Linked DNA regions of Ovis aries: region 1 is linked to region 2. The links are chromatin contacts, called in public Hi-C maps. All regions are on one chromosome and are shown on one strand. Each heading gives the region's core, a stretch centred on a gene start, on an enhancer-like site or on the middle of the called end of the contact. The rest is flanking DNA. Distances are from core to core; before and after follow the strand shown. Region 1 overlaps ZBTB16 (zinc finger and BTB domain containing 16). Region 2 holds the start of ZBTB16 (zinc finger and BTB domain containing 16).

What was found. A called contact is a pair of places that touch in the nucleus more often than the background predicts.
Region 1: a Hi-C map of hypothalamus shows a contact between it and region 2, with 2.3 times the contacts expected there. The contact joins the enhancer-like site here to the promoter of ZBTB16 in region 2. A contact is called at or near these places in 2 of 16 Hi-C or Micro-C datasets (hypothalamus and tail adipose tissue).

Annotation. Positions count from the first base shown.
Region 1 is chr15:24,374,238-24,381,331 of ARS-UI_Ramb_v3.0, forward strand. The region is part of intron 2 of ZBTB16 (zinc finger and BTB domain containing 16); the gene reads left to right. Among named protein-coding and RNA genes, the nearest start is that of ZBTB16, 74 kb to the left of the region's middle. Within about 2 kb of position 1,319, at least 9 of the 54 cell types and tissues checked have an H3K27ac peak or open chromatin away from gene starts, as enhancers often do. A contact at or near this core is called in hypothalamus, where this site is marked.
Region 2 is chr15:24,301,318-24,309,218 of ARS-UI_Ramb_v3.0, forward strand. It overlaps ZBTB16 (zinc finger and BTB domain containing 16), which reads left to right and starts at 2,915. Exons shown (of 7, transcript XM_027979221.2): 1 at 2,915-3,157; 2 at 6,473-7,830. The coding sequence starts at 6,563.

The sequences.
Region 1 (7,094 bases), core at 69-2,568, 71 kb after region 2:
TGCCTGGGTCTTTGGGGTGAGCAAGCATCTGGATGTCCCCAGTTCGTTTGTCTCTGAAGAGAGCTGAGTAACTGTCCAGCCCTATCGGAGGCCCAGCAGGATGGAAGGTCTTGGATGGGCCGATGGATTTGTATGTGATCTTTATACTTGCCCCCCCCCCCCGGCCACTTCCGCTTTCATTTGTCAAGTTAGTTGAGATGTGGCCCTTTTGAATCCAGGACTGACTCTGTGACCCAAAGGAGCCATGAGGTTGTGCTGGACCAGGTGTGATTCATATGTGTCAGCATCAGTGCATGGGCATGCATTCACACAGTGCGTGGGTGTGCGCTTTCACGTATATGCATATAGAGAGCTGTGTGAGCCTTGTGTTGGGGCTGAGTGTGAACTCAGATAGACAGCAGTCTCCAGGCTTGCAGTGGCTTTTACTAGTGAGCCCTGGACACCCGAGAGGACAGTATCCAGTGAGGTGATCAAAACTTCATTTTCTCTTCTCTGCAGTTGCCTTCCCAATTCTTGCTCCTAAATAAAATAGATGCGTTCAGCCCCCTATTCGATCCTAGAAGTGAGCTGGTAGTTGAATCCTTTTCTGAGGCTAAATAAGCGTAGCTTAAGGTGATTCTGTGTGTGCATGTGTACACTTATGTAATAAAACAAGAGTTAACTGGAATATTTCGGGATGAAGCTGTTTTTTGGCTAACTGAGGCTTAACTAGAAAATCCTTTGGGTATGAGCTCTGCGGAAGTGCTTTGCAAAACTGAAGTAGTACATTTTCTTTGTAAGTACCATGTAGTGAGATATTTAAATCCTTTGACAGCGTATGAGAGCTAGCCTTTGGCTATTACCTATGATTGTACATGTCATGTGGAACATGTAGAACTGGTTTGAATTAATATGTACTCCAAGAAGGTGGTTCCTACCCAGGGACAATTTTGTCTCCCAGGGCACACCAGGCAACGTGTGGAGATATTTTTGGTTCTCGAAACTGAGGGAAGCTGTTACTGGTATGTAAGTGGGTAGAGATCATGGCCACTTCTGAGCTCCCTACAACCATCAGGGCAGTCTTCCTCCTCACCCCCACTCCGTAAATACAAGTAATTGTTTGGTCTAAAATGTCCATAATGCTGAGATTGAGAGGTGCCAGTTTAAGATACATCTTTGAACACTTTTGTCCAAAAGGTCTTACTGACTTGCACACAAAATATTTTGTTTTCATGGGTCTGGTTTTTCCGAAGAATCAGGTGCTGGAAATGTACTGAATTATTGAAGCCTCTAATTCATTGACATTTATTGTTCTGCAGAACAAATAGGGAAGCCTGCCAGTTTGCAGATAGGCAGGCCTGTCCCCAGATGGCCCATCAGTGAATGCCCAGATTCATTGAATCATTTAGGACCATTAAAAACCATTAGGGCCACACTAGCTTTAGATTGAGCTAAGCAGAATAAATAATCCCTGAGGAGGCCACAGTTTACCCCTTTCTCTTTGTCTTTACGACCCGATCTAAATTCTCAGAGACTTTCCAGAACTTTCTGTTGAGGCAGAATTTGTTATACTTATTGCAGGTCACGGATGGTCTGGCCTTGGAACACATTAAAGTGCTTCTGGAGTAGGCAGACATGTTCATTGGTTTTGAATGGCCCCGAGCGAGCCTTTGGCGGTGTCTGTCTGCTCTGGGTTTGGTGGGTGTACCCAAGGGCGAATGATGGGGATTTCGCATACTCTGCATCTTTGACTCTCTGAGGACGTCCCTGGAAGTCAGTGGATTCATATACTAAAAAAGTCTTTTGAGCAAAATCCAACTGGTTTGGGGGAGTTAGGAAGACTGGGGCCTGTCTTACTAGAATAAATTTATTTACTGTGAACTTAAGCTCAACTCAAACTTCAGTGTCAAATGCTCTGAAATTGTTACATGTCATTTTATTAAGCCACACCCTTTATGTCTAGAATGCTGTAAGGATCTAGTTAAATGAAGTCTGTGTGTCGTATGTATGGTGAATGCGAATGAGTAGTTGAAGAAAAGATGTTTATCGCTTGGTTTAATGTGCAATTTACCAGTCCATGGCAACCTCTGGCAGGGGTTCATTATTTCATATGGGAAAAGTTGTCCCTGTAAGACACAGGGGGTGAAGTCATGCAGCCGAAGCATGGGGTCATCAAGTGGAATTTTTAGAGATCTGCCTTCCAGTGTCCATCAGAAGGGGTGACTGCAGGAAAGAGGGCTGGAGGTGGAGCCAGGTGCCCTGCATCTCATCAGGGTTTGCTACCTTCTAGCTGTGTGACCTTGGATAAGTTGCTTAACCTCCCCGAGGCTCATAGAGAAAACAGCACCCATGCTGCTCTGTGTAGGCTTGTTTGGAGGGATCAACGGATGGGAAAGCACTCTGTAAATTACAAAGAGCTGAGTAAACATCAGGCATTTGGGACATTGTTCCGTTGTTAAGCAAGAGCAGTGCCGTTTTTAACCCAGGTTTTCAGTACATCCCAAGCATTTTTTTGTGAGAAGAGTCCAGGCTTCTCTGCACATACTTCTTTAAGGAGGATGGGTACCACGGATCTCTCCATCTGACGTGTTCTAGCTGAGATGCTCATTGGAATCGTGGATGTACTTGGGGTCTTTCTCATTCCAGTGCATCCTCTGTGGGGGGCTAGCTGTGTCTCCTGTCCTCTCTCTCAGATGGAACTGTATTTATAGCCTGGTATAAATACAATCAGAAGGTTCCTATAAAACTCTGTTATTACTGCAGCACAAAGTTAGACATGCTTGAGGTTTCGGCTTCTTGGCTCTTCCATGCGGCAATGAATATTTTATGGGAAAGGAAATACTTAGTGTCTGACTCTTTTTATAGTGCAGCTACGCACAGGGCTGGTAACCTTCCAGATCTCTCCAAAATCAAAAGCGTTGCCTGTCCATCTCTCGTCTCCTTTCTTCACAAAGCCCATCGCTGCCCTGCCTTGCCGAGGTGTTTGTGCTCTCTTGGTGAATGGGTCCATTTACACGATGTGTGGGGTACACTTTCCGATCCTAATTAATGTCCTGAACCGGAGGAGTTGGCTGCTCACCAGCTCCGCCCCACCCCTCCTGGCAGTGGGTCTCTCTGGTCAGCCCCTGGGGAGGTGTGCTGGCAGGGTGCCCTCTGGGCTCTCCACTTGAAGGCCTCCATCTCTGTTTCCTGCCATGCTGCCTTTGCTGAGCACCCACCAGAGGATGTGGCCCAGTCTTTCCAAAGGCTACTCTCATCTTGGATTTCAAAATGCAATCATGAGTTTGAGGTCCAGCACAGAGCCCCAGGGGCTCTTGCCTTTCAAGGCCTGAGCTTAGGGCTGAAGGTCTTACTGTGAGGAGCCATCAGGTTGATGGTATTTTCCTCCCAGGCCCTCTTACTGAGGTCCCTTCAGTGACCCCAAGTGTCAGGCTGGAAAATGGGGCCTGGGTGGTCTTGGCCCTGGCTTGTTAGGTCCAAGCCTCCAGGAAGGAGACACGAGTCTCTTGGCAGGTCAGCGTCCGTGGAAATTGCTCCTCTGGCACAGGTGTTCGGCTGGATTGGCCTGGTGGCCCTCAGACACGTATCATGACTATAGCAGCATCGCAGACCGGATTTCTGGCCGTGCTGTTATGGTCCCTGGGGTAGTTGGCCCATGGAACTCTCCCCGGCAGCCCCTACAAGCTGGCAGAGTACTTAGGTCTCCCACGGGTGTTGGGAGGGCAGCCTGGGTCTTTTTTCCAGTGCCCAGAGAGCCCTGGTGTGGAGAGCATGGTGGGTTTGTGTGCAGCTTCTGAGACACAGGAGCAGGCCTGGCTGGGCCCCACCACGGGCTCAGGACAGCTTTCCCTTGGCTGGGGTGGATCTGTGAAAGTCACTTCCCGTAGTCTGCACGTGGACCCCACGCTTTATCAGCGGGGCTCAGCAACAGTGGCATTTCACTGTATCTGCTTCTGCTCTGTGCCTGATGTTTGCTCTTGGTGCCAAAGGAGGTCCAGGGAGAGAGTGATTTGCAAACCTCCAGTGGCTTTGATTTGTTCTCCCAACCCTGGTTGCATTACCACCAAACAGAGCTGTATTTCCTCACTACAGCTTTGCATTGGGTCTTCCTCTGTCCTCCTTTCTCCCTCATCTTTCCTCTTTTTCCATCTTCAGACTCTGTGGTGGCACAGGGCAGGCAAAGTGTAGAGGGCTTCTGGGCTTCTAGACGCACAAGCTCAGCTGTGTCTTCAGTTATGAAGACGAGGAAAGGATTATTTCTTATTTTTAACAGATGGGAATGGGGCCAGATGATGGCCCTCCAGAGAAACTGAGCGCAGCATTTTCTACCTGGGATTGGCTGCACAGTGAAGGTATTTAACATGTCAGCATTTGCGGCTCACCAGGTTGTTGGGTGGGATGGATATAGGCAAGGCCAGAAAAATTGAAATCCTCGTGTTCTTAAAGCATCATTATTGGTCTTTACTCATATTTTGATTAGCCCCCTCCTGGCTCAAATGGTAAAGAACCTGCCTGCAGTGCAAGATACCTGGGTTGGAAAGATCCCCTGGAGAAGGGAATGGCAACTGACTCCAGTATTCTTTCCTGGAGAATCCCATGGACAGAGGACCCTGGCGGGCTACAGTCCACGGGGTCGCAAAGAGTCAGACATGACTGAGCTGCCAACACTTCCCCCATCTGGGAAGTAAACAATGATGACGGATAAAAGAAATGTAACCAGAGAGAGAATTAAGAGGGAAAACTTTTACTAAGTATTTGTTTTATAATAAACACTGCCTTGTGTTTTTACATGAATACCTTTCAGGTTAATTCTAAAGCTTAAGATTTAGAAGTTCCCTGATTCTGGGATTTGAGTAATCCACATTACTCATGGGATCATTGGTTCAGGGGTCAGATAAGGCGCCAGTGTTGAGTGTCTTATTCTGTATCTAGAGATGTGCTGGATACTCTGGAAGAGTCAAAGATGTATATGCTATAATCCCTTCTCTCGGGTTAAGGCCGCACACTACACACACACACACGTACTTGCACATGTGTGTACACAGAGGTAGATGTAGCCTATGGATCTGTCAGTACAGCCTGGATTCCAGTGCTTCAGAAATTCACCAGGTGTTGTCTGGGGGCATCACTAAGGTGATATGAGGCACTCCTCCTTCTCCTTAGCAAAGCCTTATGGGCTGGTGTGATGGCAAGTATGGACACCAGCAGCAGATCATGGTGTCAGACAAAAACTCACTCCTGAAGTCGTATGGTTAATGAATATGGCAGGCAGGATAGTGCCTCCCACCCTCCGTGATGTCTGTGTCCTCCCTGGGAACTGTGAAGATGTTACTGGCAGTGGGGGAACTAAGACAGCTAATCAGCTGACTTTGAGACAGAGAGGTATCTTGGATTATTCAAGTGGGTCCAAGATAATCAGAGTAATCACAAAGGCCTTAAGATGTCGGAAAGGGAGGCAGAAGAGTCAGTGTCAGAGTCAGAACAGGAGATACGGGGATGGAAGCAGAGAGCCAGAGAGATGGCAGCCTGGGAGAAACAGCCTGGAGTTGCTGGCCTTGAGGATGGAGGAAGGGGCCATAGGCCAGGGAGTGAGGGCTGCCCCTGGAAGCTGAGAAAGGTGAGGGAACAGACTCTCCCCTAGGCTCTCCAGGAGGAACACTGGCCTGCCCACACTGTGATTTTAGCCCAGGGGGACCCACTTTGAACTCTCTGCCTGTAGAACTGTGAGATTATCCATTTGCTTTATTTTAAGCTGCTAACGTGGTGGTAATTTGTTATAGCCGCAAAAAGAAACTAATGCAGCCAGGTGGAGGGAAGGTGAATGACTGGGGAGAGGGAACAGTGCTCTTTACTGCTCTCAGGAGTTCCTGCAACACAAGTGATTTTTTTTTTTCATCCCTTTCTGGAGAGCCAGACAGGACTGACCCTTATCCCACCCAGATTCTCAAAGCAAAACAAGCCCACCCTTGTCTGTACCTCCCTTCCTTCTGTGGGGTGTCTCCTCTCTCTCCTGCTCTGTACTCACTGACTGGGTACAGATTCTTGAGGTGGGGCGCTGGCTAAAGATGGGAAGAGGGTTGCATGAAATTAGGTTGACATTTTTCTGCCTTGAGGGATAAGCTTGGACCCTGGCCAGCGGGGTATCTGGGGTTCCGATGCCTAACTCCACCTTCCTTCACTCAGGTTCTCTTTTGAACTTATCTTCCTTGTGTGAACAACCTGAAGTTTTTTTTTTTTTTTAAAGTAGGTTCTCCCAGGAAGGGCTAAAAACAGCATTTGTTTTCAAGTCTTGGCATTTTGTGAAGGTTATTGACTGCCACTTGGAGGGTAAGGTGCCATCTAGGAGCAGCTGTGGAAATGAGGTCCTGCTCCCATAGGTGAGAGGGTCTCATGAGCTCATCAACCACAGATCTGTCCAGAGGCTGTCAGAGTTGGGGGGAGAGGAGCATCCTCCTTTTACAGAGGCGGGAAACTGAGGCTTAGAGAGCTTATATGACCCATGGAAAATCTTTCAGTTTGTGACCATCTGAGAGCTTTTCCTTTTTCTGGCTCCACTGTGTTTTAAGGTTTTTGCCTTCTGATATTGCCAGTCTGGGGGCGGTGGGTGAATTGTGGTGGTAGAGACAGAGATCAGCCTCTCAGTGTTCCCCCAAGAGATGGATGAAACTAATCAGATAGAATATTGCCTCCCAAAGGGTTTGGTTGGCGAGGTATTACTCTCCATCATGGAACCTGAGAATAACGTCTACGGAGGATGACTTTGTCTTGGGTATTTCAGTTTTATTTTTAAGATTCTAGCGTAGGTTTAAGTGGAGGGCATCAGCCTCCTTGAAGGTCATAACGTACTATCTCTGGGGTTTGTGACTTAGCTCTTTCTGCTGGATGATATGTGTCTCTTATTGTGCTGTTCTCCTGCCTCCAAATCTCCACAGCGGTCCCATGTTCTCTCTGACATTTCTTTCCTGGAAGTCTTTAAAAATATTCTAGGTTTTCTGTCTGTAATGCTTAAGTTGCTTTATTTCTGGATACAGAGAAGGCCCATGGACCTCCCAGGCTCTCTAAGCCCTCTGATTCTTGGAAGGTTAAACTATTATGGAAACCGCATCTGTATCTTC
Region 2 (7,901 bases), core at 1,665-4,164:
CACTTTATCTGGGCCCAATAAACCTTATCAAACTGCTGTGCAGCCAGCCTTCAGTGCTAAGTGGAAATGCTTGGAGCCCAACGCTGGCACTCAGCCCAAAGCCTCGCCTGCCTTCCTCCTTTTTTGTTACCTTCGCCACCTCTTAAATTCGGGCATTAATCTCTCTTTAACACTTACTAACAAGGGCCGGGCTTTTTAATGGGTCGAGTTTATGAAGCAAGGGAGATTTTCACATAGCGTGAGTATGGCATGGAGGTTGGGGGGGAGGGGTCCAGGGCCACAGAGGATTTCTTCTTTCCCATTGTTTCCCCAGAGAGTCTCCCTGCCTCTGATTGAGGATTAATAGGAGATTAGATCAGGGGTTAATTGTGTGCTTCGCCTCTTACCGCACTCAGGAGGGGCTAGTAGGTGGACGTGGAGAGAGGTAGCAACCTTCGGAAGGTACTATCTAGGCAGAAGCTAAATGCTTCAGTTAAATGCTTCCTTCTATTTCCCTGGTGAGGTGCTAGGACCATCCTCTCTCCTTCCATCTCTCTCCTCTTGTTCTCCTTGCGGATCAGTTCTTTTTTAAAAATTGGATTGTAGTTGATTTACAATATTGTTAGCTTCAGGTGCATAGCAAAGTGATGCAGTTATACATATATTTAGATTTTTTCCATTACAGGTCATTACAAGATACTTAATATAGTTCTGTGTGTGTGTGTGTTGTCTCTCAGTTGTGTCCGACTCTGCAACCCCATGGACTGTAGCCTGCCAGGCTCCTCTGTCCATGGAATTCTCCAGGCAAGATACTGGGGTGGGGAGCCATTCCCTTCTCCAGGGGACCTTCCCCACCCCAGGACTGAACCTGGGTCTCCTGCACTGCAGGCAGATTCTTTCCGGTCTGAGCCAACCAGAAACCCCTATAGTTACCTGTCGTCCTCGTGGTCCTGTCGTCCTCGTCGTCCTCAAGTCACTCAGTCGAGTCCGACTCTTTGCGACCCCATGGACTGTAGCCTGCCAGGCTCCTCCCTCCATGGGATTCTCCAGGCAAGAGTACTGGAGTGGGTTGCCATTTCCTTGTCCAGGGGATCTTCCCAACTCAGGGATCGAGCCGGGTCTCCTGCATTCCAGGCAGATGCTTTAACCTCTGAGCCATTTGTACGACACAGTAAATCCTTGTTGTTTATCACACCAGTTCTTTCTCAACTTTCCTTAAATTTCTTTCCTCTTACAGACTGTAGATCTTAGCTAGAAAAGTAGCCCTATCATAGACTGCTCTTTATTGTTCATCAGAATACCCAGGGACTGGGTTTTCCCTGGCATCCGTCAGACACTGCGGTGTAACTAACTCCCTTTCTTCACTTTCAAGTGGCTTCTCTCCCCCGACTCCTGCAGGCAGGTCTGAGCACTTTTCCTGCGAGGAGACAAGGACGGGCTTGCTGGGATGGAGCTGCCTGTTCTCGGGTCTGGTCCGTTAGCAGCTCTTGTGAACTCGGCTCAGTTCTGATGGAAACTCTGGCCAGCTGGCCTTGCCAGGCCGGAAGTGGATTTTTGCCTCTAGCGGGCTTCTGCCATCTTCCAAGACGCTTTAATTCTTGGGGCCTGACCCTCGGTTTGGGGCAGTGCCAGAGGGCGCATCGGGATACACTCATGCGTGTCTGGTGGGAAGCCTTTGACCCACCCCCTTGTCAGGGACAGGGTGGGGACTCCAGATTCCGTGATTGAAGCCCCGCATTGCGAAGATTGTATGACCTCCAGGGACGACTGTCTGGAGACCCAGCGAGGGCGCTCTCCACCACTACCCTCACCCTAGCCGGAAGTCAAGGTGTGTGCCCAGAAGAAGGGCGTTTTCCACCTCTCGCCCACCACCTTCGCCAAGTTCCAAGGAAAGGGTGAAGATGGGGGCTCTCCGCAGCCCGCGGAAGGGCGCATGTCTTCTGGTTGCTCTAGGGATTCCTGACCTCAGCTCCGCCCTCTAAAGTGGAGCGATCAGCAGAGAGGAGGCACTTTGGGGAGCCTGGAGCTTCTCCAGGCTCTCACTCGCCGCCCCCTGAAGACTTTGTCCCGAACTGAGCTCAGTTCTTGCGGAATTGCTTCCAGCCAAGGTTCCCTGGGGGCCGGGGGCGGGGGGAAGGGGGGCGGCGGCGCAAAGGGCGGGGGGGAAGTTTAGCGGATGCTCAAGACTGGCAAGAAGTTTCCCTCGCGCCTCGATCTTGGCCTCCAGGGGTCGCGACAGCTAAAATGGGGGCGTCTCCCCTCGACGACAGATCCCCGCGGGAGCCTCTGGCACTCGGTTCCCCTGGGCCCGCGAACTCTGCGCCTGGAGGCGAATCGCAGTCTGGATGCTCAGAAGGCCTGGAGGCCCCAAAGCGCTGGGCTTGGGTACCATGAAAACGAGCTTCTAAAGACGACGGCGGGGTCGAGGGGTGCCGTCCCGAGCCCCGAGAAAAAAGTGAAAGGCGAGATGACACGCACTCATGGGGCAAACGTTGGGAGAACAAAATTCTGAGCCTGGAAGCAGCAGGGAAACACAAAACCTGTTCCCACTGGAGATTAAAATTCTGGGGGTTGAAGATGGGGGCAGCTCCTCGCCCCTCATCTCCACTGCCCCCACTGAGACGCCCAAATCCCTGGTGCGCCTCTCCACGAGCTCCTCCTCTCCTCTCCGCCTGGCCGGTGAGCGGCGGCCGCCAGCGCCCCAGCAGCAGCTAGATGTCAGGCGAAGCCCGGCGCGCGGCGCGCGGGGAAGGGAGGGGGACTGCAGGGGAGGGGAGGGGTGGGGCGGAGAGCGCGCGCGGGCTCGGCCAGTGCGGGGGGGTGGGCGGGCTGAGCCGGGGAACGGCGCGGGAGGGGGGAGGGAAGGGGGGCAGCTGTGGGCAGGGAGCCGGGCTCGGCCGCCAGCACTAAAGATGGAGAGGCGCCGGGGCCTCGCAGGGGAGGGGGCTCGGCGTTGACGTGGGACGCGGCGGAGGCGCCGCAGCCGGTGGTGATTTGCTAACCTCGCAGCACAGAGGAGTTGAGGGCGATGAGAGCGGGTACTGCGAACTGCCGGGCGATGCCGCCGCTACCGCCGTGATACCGAGAGCAACAGTTCCCCAGCAACACCCCTCCCAGACAGAGGCACACACCCCCAAGAGGCACGCACACCCACCCCACGGCACCCGGCTCGGCAGCGGTGAGTTGGAGGCCAGGGAGAGGCGCACTGCCCAGAGATAGCTCTGCGCCCAGGCACCCCAGGGCTGGAGAGGTCTGGGGGGGGGGGGGGGCGCGCTCGCTTCGGCCACTCGACCGCTGGGCTTCTGCCTTATTTTATTCGGCTTGTTCCCTTCCTGCTGCTGCAGCCGTCGCCGCCGGCGGTTGGGGGTCGGCTGGAAGGGGGAGCCCTGGCTGTCAGCTTGGGCGCAGTTGCCTCCCCAACCTTTCCACTCCAGGGCACAGTCGGGGTGAGAAGTGGGGGCCAGAGCGGTCTGCGGGGCCGGGGGTCACAAGCGCAGGGCTGGGAATAGGAGGCTTTGTACCACCAGGGGCCGGCGGAGGAGCCGGGAGCCTGTGGGTGCTCATATGTATGCCGACCGGTGCGCGGGCGCGAGATAGGGCTGTGGTTTATTTGTGTGTTTATTCTCCCGCCAGCTGGGAAGCTAGGATCGGAGGAGTGGTTTTGGGGGCGGAGGGGAGCCGGACTGGGAGTCACTTGGGTTTTGTTTCTCTTTGGAAAACGTGGTGGGCTCCTTTTTCTTGATTGGACTTGATCCCCCCGGTTTTGGGGGGGAGGGGCTCCGTGGTGGAGCGCTGGAGTGTCTCCAGCGCTCCGGGCCCTCCTCGGCTCTCGGCGGGACCGGCTGTGGCGCCGGAGCTCGCTGTGCGCTCCCGGCCGCGCTCGGTGGGTGCTCCGCTCTGCACCTGATGCGTTCGGGATGCCTTTCCCACCCCTGCGCGCCGGCAGCTCGCTCTCACAGCCCCTCGAACACTCCCGCACGCGCTCGAAATGCGCACGATCTCGCCGGCCCGCGGACCCGCTGGAACGCACAGACGCGCTCAGCACCGACTCGCTGGCCGCTCCCCGGAACGCTCGCAACGTGCCTGGGCCGGGCGCGCCTGCTGCTGGCGCCACCCGCCCGAGGCCGGGGACCTTGTCCGCCGCTCGCGGGGATCCCCGCCCTGGGTTGGAGAGAGAGGGCCCTCAGATCCCTTCTCGCCTTTCCTCCCACAACTCGTCGGGCTTTTGTGCTTCCCCTTCGCCTCAAGGCGAGTCCGCCTTCTCGCCTCTCTCGCCCCAGCATTCGGCCCGCCTGAACTCTTGCCTTTCGCCCGGGTCTCTTTCGCTTTTCTTCTTTCCTAACCCAGCTCCCTTTCTCGTTGCCATCTGGTTTCCCCGGAAAAGTTGCTTCCCCAAGTTTGCTGAAGTCGTCTCCAAGTCTCCGGAGGGGGTGGCTGGAAACGGGGTGGGGGGTGAGGGGCGGGAAGGTGTGAGCGCGCGATCGATCCCCGGAGCTCGAGCTGGTTAGCGCTGGCTTTCCGCCGTGACGAGGGGCACGGCGCTGCAGCCAGCACCAGCCGGCTCCCGGGCGCCGAGCCTCGGGTTTCGGGGACGGCTGATCAGGGCACCCTGATTTCCTTCAGGACCCACGGTGCTTGCTTTGGGGAAGGAATTCGGGTAGACTAGCTTCCATTCTTTCGATTCCTACCTCCTAGTTCTCTGAAACCCAAAGTCTGCGGGGAAAGCGCATGGTGGCAAGGCGCTTGTGAATGGTCACCCCCCCCCCCCCATGGCCTCCGTTCTCACCCCAGGGTGGGGAGCAGAAGTGTCTTCTTGATTGACTGCCCTGTTAACCCTTTCTAAGTAAGATTTGTGGCCTGGAGTCAATAGGGTTCCCTTTGGGGGCGGAGGCCAGCAGTGTTCCAAGAGGAAGAGCCCTTGCTCTGCGTTGCTCCCAATTGATTTCACAGCAATATTGGCCACAGCAAGGCCGAGGCTGGGAGGGACTTGGGCCTGTGAGATCTTTCAGACACGCTTTAGACAGGTTTGGGAGACCCAGAGCCCTGTTACTGATCGCAAAGAGCACTTGGAGAGAGGCCTTTGTCTCCAGCTCAATCTTCCCTTCATGCTGGTAACTCACACCATAGATGCTGGTGCCAATATCACCTCTCACCCCTTGGAGCCAGGTGTAGCAGTCCAGCATCAATTCCTCTTTGGGTCATGGGACTTGCCCACTCCCGGGAGCCTGTGGGAGATCCTGGGGGTTTGTGTTCCCAGCACATGCACTCCTGGCTTTAGGGGTACCTGTTTTCTAGGATCTCTCTGTAGGCCCTTCAATCCCTAGCCTGCATATTACAGGTCCTCCTCACTACTGGGCACTTGTGGGCAGGAGATAAGTGCAGCACATTATATAAGTGTGGCACGTAATGTAAGTGTGGACACGTGTGCTTGGGACTTCCCAGGTAGTGCAGTGGTAAAGAATCACCTGTTAATGCAGGAGATGCAGGAGACGTGGGTTCAACCCCTGGGTGGGGAAGATCCGCTGGAGGAGGAAATGGCAACACACTCCAGTAGTCTTGTCTGGAAAACTCCGTGGTCAGGAGCCCGGCAGGCTACAGTCATGGGGTCACAAAGAGTTGGACACGACTGAGCATGCACGCACGCACGTGTGTTAACTGTTTCTGTTTCTTTGGCTGGTGCACGCACATACATGCACACTACACAGCTGAGGTTTTGGATTACTTATACAGTCACTTTGAGGTACCCATGATTGGGAGTGAGCCAAGCTAGTTCATAGACTATGTGTGTGTATTTCTCTTAGGGCTTAAGGAGAGGGTCAGGGCGTGGGTTCATCAGCCATTGGCAACCCTGAGAAGAGTGGAAGGGTAGAAACCCAGGAAGGCATTAACTGAGAGTGAAAAGGTGGGCTGGAGGAGGAGAACCTTGCCTGTAGATTTCTTTGAGCTGCTACTCTAGGCTGCTAGCCCCAGCTTGGCTAGGTGTTGTTCCTGGGGCTACCACAATGAGGCAGGATTTAGAGAAACTTTGTTTTGAAGATGAGATTTGCTGCACAGGGGGTTGAAAGTGAAGTTGAGTGCTTACACTGACTAGAAGAGGGGGTTAAATTCTTACTCATTTAAGTTAAGCACTGGGCATCTTCTCACAATCAATGTTGACTTTGCACAGGAGCCCCCCACGCTCAGATTTAAAGCTCAGGACTCACAAGACTCCACAGTAATTTTCATTTTACTTCTTCTAACAGATGTCATAGACCAGTGAATTAGGCCTGTGTTATACAGCAGAACCTTCTCTTTACTCCCATCATTCTTGGGCCTGTAAAGGCAGTCATGTAGATTTCTAGGAAGCCCTTCCCCCCTGTTAAAATCTCCAGGACTGTCTTGCTGCAGGTTTGGGGCAGGGGCTATTGATTGAATTCTTACTTTTAGGGACAGTAACTAATCTATCTTTTGTTCTTGCATCTCTTTTGCCTCTTTCCTCATTTCTCCCCTCTAGCCCTTGCCATTGGCCCAGGAAACGCACCCTGCCCCGCCACGCAGAGCCAGGAAGGAAAGAGAGCCTCATGCCTAAGCCTCGGGGAGCACCATGGATCTGACAAAGATGGGCATGATCCAGCTGCAGAACCCTAGCCACCCCACGGGGCTCCTGTGCAAGGCCAACCAGATGCGGCTGGCCGGGACGCTGTGCGATGTGGTCATCATGGTGGACAGCCAGGAGTTCCACGCCCACCGGACTGTGCTGGCCTGCACCAGCAAGATGTTTGAGATCCTCTTCCACCGCAACAGCCAGCACTATACTTTGGACTTCCTGTCTCCCAAGACCTTCCAGCAGATTCTGGAGTATGCATACACGGCCACGCTGCAAGCCAAGGCGGAGGACCTGGATGACCTGCTGTACGCTGCCGAGATCCTGGAGATCGAGTACCTGGAGGAGCAGTGCCTGAAGATCCTGGAGACCATCCAGGCCTCAGATGACAACGACACGGAGGCCACCATGGCGGAGGGCGGGGCCGAGGAGGAAGAGGACCGCAAGGCGCGATACCTGAAGAACATCTTCATCTCGAAGCATTCCAGCGAGGAGAGTGGCTATGCCAGTGTGGCGGCCCAGAGCCTCCCTGGGCCCATGGTGGACCAGAGCCCTTCCGTCTCCACCTCATTTGGCCTTTCCGCCATGAGTCCCACCAAGGCGGCAGTGGACAGTCTGATGACCATAGGACAGTCTCTCCTGCAGGGGGCTCTTCAGCCGCCCGCCGGGCCCGAGGAGCCGACCCTGGCCGGGGGTGGGCGGCACCCTGCGGTGGCTGAGGTGAAGCCGGAGATGATGCAAGTGGATGAGGTGCCCGGCCAGGAAAGCCCTGGGACCGCGGAGTCTAGCATCTCAGCTGGGATGGGGGACAAGGTGGAAGAAAGGGGCAAAGAAGGGCCCGGAACCCCTACTCGGAGCAGCGTCATCACCAGCGCCAGGGAGCTGCACTACGGACGTGAGGAGAGTGCTGAGCAGCTGCCGCCTCCGGTCGAGGCCGGCCAGGGCCCCCCCGGCCGACTGGAGCCCCCTGCGCCCCCAGCTGAGAAGCACCTGGGACTCTACTCCGTGTTGCCCAACCACAAGGCCGATGCCGTGCTCAGCATGCCGTCCTCGGTGACCTCGGGCCTCCACGTGCAGCCCGCCCTGGCTGTCTCCATGGACTTCAGCACCTACGGGGGTCTGCTGCCCCAGGGCTTCATCCAGCGGGAGCTGTTCAGCAAGCTGGGGGAGCTGGCTGTGGGCATGAAGGCCGAGAGCCGCACTGTCGGGGAGCAGTGCAGTGTATGTGGCGTGGAGCTTCCTGACAACGAGGCCGTGGAGCAGCACAGGTAGGCCCCTCTGCGCCCGTCACCCCCTCCCGGAATTTCTGGCCTCCGCCCCGCCTTCGTTCCCAGCTGTC